Linked DNA regions of Sus scrofa: region 2 is linked to region 1. A link is a contact called in public HiChIP or PLAC-seq data. All regions are on one chromosome and are shown on one strand. Each heading gives the region's core, a stretch centred on a gene start, on an enhancer-like site or on the middle of the called end of the contact. The rest is flanking DNA. Distances are from core to core; before and after follow the strand shown.

Evidence for each region. HiChIP or PLAC-seq counts read pairs in DNA pulled down with a chosen protein or histone mark.
Region 2: a contact with region 1 is called in an H3K27ac HiChIP or PLAC-seq map of alveolar macrophages. The contact joins two enhancer-like sites. A contact is called at or near these places in 2 of 5 promoter capture datasets (fetal liver and skeletal muscle), 4 of 47 Hi-C or Micro-C datasets (alveolar macrophages, embryonic fibroblasts, psoas muscle and 1 more) and 2 of 2 datasets of contacts at active chromatin or transcription factors (alveolar macrophages and skeletal muscle).

Annotation. Positions count from the first base shown.
Region 1 is chr12:5,645,330-5,648,029 of Sscrofa11.1, forward strand. The region is part of intron 5 of GALK1 (galactokinase); the gene reads left to right. Among named protein-coding and RNA genes, the nearest start is that of GALK1, 4.7 kb to the left of the region's middle. Within about 2 kb of position 1,407, at least 14 of the 83 cell types and tissues checked have an H3K27ac peak or open chromatin away from gene starts, as enhancers often do. A contact at or near this core is called in alveolar macrophages, where this site is marked.
Region 2 is chr12:5,714,747-5,717,446 of Sscrofa11.1, forward strand. All of the region lies in intron 3 of SAP30BP (SAP30-binding protein), which reads right to left. Among named protein-coding and RNA genes, the nearest start is that of SAP30BP, 16 kb to the right of the region's middle. Within about 2 kb of position 1,410, at least 35 of the 83 cell types and tissues checked have an H3K27ac peak or open chromatin away from gene starts, as enhancers often do. A contact at or near this core is called in alveolar macrophages, where this site is marked.

The DNA.
Region 1 (2,700 bases), core at 157-2,656:
GAGCCACCACAGAGACGGTGTCCGATCCTTAACCCGCTACACCACAGCGGGCACTCCCAACATGGCTTAAAAAGCTACGTAGCCTTTCAGTGTACTGGTCCTGTCATTTATTTATTTATTGTCTTTTGTCTCTCTAGGGCCGCACCTGCGGCATATGGAGGTTCCCAGGCTAGGGGTCGAAGCCGAGCTACAGCTGCCAGCCTACACCACAGCCACAGCAACGCCGGATCCGAGCCACATCTGAGACCTACGCTGCAGCTCATGGCAGCGCCGGATCTTTAACCCACTGAGCAAGGCCAGGGATTGAACCCACCTCCTCGTGGATACGAGTTGGGTTCGTTAACCACTGAGCCACGACAGGAACTCCAGTACACTGTAATTTATTTAACTATTTTTTGATAATCACACCTGACACTGATGCATATTTTTATACACTGGTCTTTCTTGGCGTTTTCTCGCTACTTTCTGAGGATTCGATTCTTAGGACTAGGACCACAGAGTTAAAAGATAACATGTATTTTGAACGTTCCTGATATACGTGGCTAGGAAGTTAGTCTATTTAACAGTTTAAAGGTCAGATAAATATTAACTCATGTAATTCTCCCACAACTCTATGGAGGGAGCAGATATTCTTAGGCCCGTTTTTTTTTGCATGTGGAATGTTCAGGGAGTGGCAGTGCTGAGCCTTGAACCCCGGCACATCAGCTCCAAAGCCCATACCCCTAACCGCACGCAGGGCCCTGCTGCTGGCGTTGGCAGTTGTGCCCTCCTGGCCCTGTGGGGATGCCCATTTCAGGGACCATCTTCTTGGTGAACTTCTTGGTCAGCTGTCGCCTTCGGACCCGCCCCGCCTGCTCTGTGCAGGTGACCTTGGCCGAGGTCTTCACCCTCAAGCGCTTTTGCCGCCCTTCCCTCCCACCCCGGGATCCCCCTCGACCTGGGGAACGGGCTCCCCTCTGCCTTCCTTTCTGTCCTCTGCCTGGCTTCTCTCCTGCTTTGAAACAGGCCCAGTTTTCTAACCTAAAACGGAGTCTCCGTCCCAGCCCCGCGCAGCCCCCGCCTTCTCATTCCTCCGCATCCCTCAGTACCCTGTCCCCCAGGCCGCCCTCTGTGACAGCTCCCCGGGGGTCCCCCCGACCCCCCGCCTCCTCAGTGCCTGGTCTGCTTGCTCCCAGTCCTGCTACTCTGCCCAGACCTGCTCCAGGCTTTGTCCCCAGCACGGGGCACCAGCCACCGCTGCTCCCGGGAGGACTCAGAGGGGACCACGGCCCCCCATTTCCACTAGGGTCCCGGCCCCCCTGCGGACTCCTCTTCTTCCCCGGCTGCCTCCTCCTGACTTCCCCTCGTCTGTTATTGCTTCACTCCTGCTGAAACTTCAGCGTCACCTCCGAGAGCTCCCTGTCCCCTTCCTGCTCTGGCCTCTGACCTCTTCCCCGCCTCTTCCTCCTCCCTCAGGGCCCTCGTGGTTTCTGGCTGTTTAACAGCTGGGCCCCTGGCACCTGTTCCTCCCTGTCCCCCAGCGCCCCCACTTTCACTTTCATCAGCTAGAGCTCAGCTCTGGGCCTTCCCTGGAATCTCTCTGGCACCTGGAATGAAGTTGTGACAGTCTTGACGGCACTCAGCTTGCTCTGCCCCCTTCAGTGTTATCCAGTAGGACAGCCCGCCAGTTTCTTGGGGTGCCCCAGGCAGACCTGGTCTGTACCCCAACTCTGGAGCCCTGGCCCTCGCACACACCATCGTTAGTCCAGCAAGAGCACCAGCAGGACTTTTCCCTCCTGTTCTGTCTTGGACTCTTTTTTTTTTGTCTTTTGTCTTCTTAGGGCCATACCCACGGCATATGGAGGTTCCCAGGCTAGGGATCGAACTGGAGCTGTAGCCACTGCCCTACACCACAGCCACAGCAATGCCAGATCTGAGCCATGACTGTGAGCTATACCACAGCTCAGGGCAATGCCGGATCCTTAACCCACTAAGCGAGGCCAGGGAGCGAACCTGCATCCTCATGGATACCAGTGAGATTCGTTTCCACTGAGCCCCCGTGGGAACGCCCTGTCTTGGACTCTCGAAGGCAGCATTGTGTCCCCCTTGGAAGCTGAGGAAGCATCCAGTGTGGGGCTCAAACTGCTGCTTATGGCGCACCCACTGTGTGCCAGGCACCTTGCTGGGAGCTCTACGTGTGCCCGCTCGGGTCCTCCCTGCGGCCCGGATGCTGCGAGTGTCCCCTTTATCTTGTTGACGTGTCGTTGATTTCCAACGTCGGCTTCGTTTCTGGGGTGCAGCAGTGTTTGTGTTACACGCACATACGTTCCTTTTCTTCTTCTCCGTCTGCTTTATCCCAGGATCGTGACTCTAGTTCTCCCTGCGCCACAGCAGGCCCGTGCGGTTTGCCCCCTCCACGTAGAAGAGCTCACATCTGCTGACTCCCAACTCCCAGCCGCTCCCTCTCCCACCCCCCACCCCCTTGGCACCCACAAGTCCGTCTGTCTGTGAGTCTGTTTCTGTGGTGTAGATAAGTTCATTGTTGTCGTGGTTTAGATTCCATATGCGGCTGCTATCACATGACATTTGCCTTTCTTTCTGACTTCACTTAGTGATCACCTCTGGGTCCATCCGCGTGGCTGCACATGGCGTTATCGCATTCTTTTTGTGGCTGAGTAGTACTGGTATGCAGGTACCACATCGTCTTTATGCCTTCATCTG
Region 2 (2,700 bases), core at 160-2,659, 69 kb after region 1:
GACGGCCCCCATGGCAGAGATGCCCAGCGCGGGTTGTTTTACCCACACACCAGAAGAGCCCGGAGCAAGCCGCCACCAGCACGTTTCCTTCAGTTGTATCCTGTTGGTCAGGATTGGGCCACTGCCACGGCAGGCTGCTGGCCAGGGATGGAAACACGCAACTTATCAGAAAAATGGGCGGAAGTTGGTGGGGCCACTTCGGATGCAATGGACTCGCCTCCACGCTCAGCTCACTGCCAGGAAGGCTTGGCTCCCCGCACAGGGACGCTTTCTACAGGAAAGGGTTAAACAGGCGGCTGCCAAGACAAATGAAACCAGCTCTAGAACCGGCCTTGTCGACCGAAGCAAAGGCGGGAGGGGGACAGGAACCGCCTCTTTCTGTTTCTGGAAATTCTGTCGCCAGCGATGCCCACATGCTCAGCACGGCGCCGACGCCGTCACGTGGAACCAGCCAGACGCCACGTGGAGCCAAGGCTCTGGCCCGAGCCGCTTCCCAAGGGGAGACTTTGTTATCGGACTATGTCGAGTGTAGCCTCAGATGTTATTCCAGACACGCGGAGATGCTGAGTTTCTTGAAAGCTGGAGCAGATGTTCGGAGAGGGACTTCGGGGCGGGTGTGGGGGGGTGTCAGCGGGGGGAGGGCTTGTCTGGGCACGGAGGTCGCTCACATCAAGGACCTGGGCCGGGCTCAGGGCTGGGGCCAGGCTGAGCGTCTTTCTGAAAGGTTTTCCACAAACCCAGTGTCTCTACACTTTGAGTTGTGATGAGGGTGGGGAGCGGGAGCTTGGAGCCCGACGAGGGCGAAGGAGGCAGCTTTGTGAGGCCGAGGAGGACAGCAAAGTCCACGAGGCACATGGCAACAGGCCACCAAGTGACAAAAGCATGACCCTGCCTGGGAGGCAGGTGCCAAGCTGCAGCGTTAGATTAACAAACATCGGGGCGAATGGAAGGGAGTCAGCAGGAAGCCCGGAGCGAGGAAGTACTGACCAGTTCTCATGTACACACTGGTAGGAAGAGGAGCGACCAGCTACAGGGCCAGAGGGCAGGCCAGGACCTCCACGGCCCTGCTCGGGGAAAACCCACCTAACTCCAGAGTTAAGAATACACATAAGGAAAAGCCTGTCAAACCCAGAAATCACTCAGCTGCGTCGCAAAGGACATGGATTAAAACCACAGAACGAAGGTGAGACGTGCCAGATCCCTAAGGACGGGAGCTCGCCTTCTGCATCACCCATTTCAAAAAGATAAATCCCAACGGGGGAAGGAGGCTCCAGCCACGCCTTGGTTAGCAATCCGTGGCATCTGGACCTGAAGGGAAGGAAGTATGTTGGGGCTTGTACGGCTGATGGGCGGGTGGACTGGGCACGCAGCGGCTCCTTCTCGGACGCAGAACCGTGCAGGGGCGGGGGCTTCTGGGAGCAAGTGCCGTCAAGGCCCCGCTGGCAGCTGCGGTGGAGCCGGGGGTGGGGTGGGTGGGGGAGTGGTCAGAGGGAGAATAATGGTCAGTCTTCCCTTTGCAGGAGATCTCGACTTCCAGCAATTACATTCCTCCCAGGGGTGTTTGGCTCGGGACGGAGCCAGGCCTTCGGAAGGTGGCAAGACGAACGACTTGCCTTGGATTTCTCTCAGTCCGGACAACAGAGCCGCTTCCGCAGCCTGCCCTCCTGTCTGATGCTCAGATCACATCACCACCGACAGACTCACAGATCCCAGCCTGGGGCTGGGTGAGTCCTCCCTGGCGTGGAAATTCTGTCACCTGCACTGCACAGGCAACCCCAGCCGTGCTAAAGACCAGGCCCGAAGAAGGCCAGCTGGCCCTTGGCCATTCACTGCGGCGAGAGCAAGGAAATGCCAATGTTACACAGGCCTGGGCGATTTCAACAGTTCAAAGGCCTCACCACAACGGTGAGAAGTTACGAGTGGATGGCTCACACGCCAGCAATGGTCAAGGGCCATTTCCTCCTCTGGTCTTAGGTGAGTCATGCTGTAACTTTACTTTTTCCTAATCAGCACTCAAAGGCTCATGGGGTGTGGGAGGCGGAACACGGGGGCCGGTAGGATAATAAAACCAAGACTCGGGACTGAGCACATATTCGCCGTCTCACACCCTAAAGAGAACTCACTAAAAGCTCACACACACAAGTCAAGCCTGAGGACAATCGCACGGGGCAGACATTATCACGCCCGTCTTACGGATGAGTAAACCGAGGCAAAACACAGCAAAGCAGCTTCTTGCCCTGTAACTGGCAATGTTGGAAGTCAAACCCCAGCCTGACTCCAAAGCCCAGGAATACCACTTCCCAACGTCTCAGCTCCCCCGCCGAGGCTAGGAGGCTGCAAAGAGTAATGGTTTCTATGAAGCGCAACCGCTGGGGAAGCCGACATGCACGACCAAGGAGGAAAAATTCCTCTCCGAGGATGAGTCTGCAGCAGGTCACAGGCAAAGCAGGCATTAGACTCTTGACTTTAGGGGAAGGTGGCCAGATCTACCACCTTTCAACTGCAATGATCAGGGGAGACAGCTCAAGAATCCATGGTGCCCCAGTGAGTAATGTCTGCGTTGACTCAAACGGAAGGGCTGGTCCTACAGACTTAATCATATACGCAGGGGTGCTGCCACCCCGTCCTTAGCCTAGAGATTGCCTGGAGGCATACACAAGAAACGCTACCAAATCCCAAACCCTACGGCCCCCCTCCCTC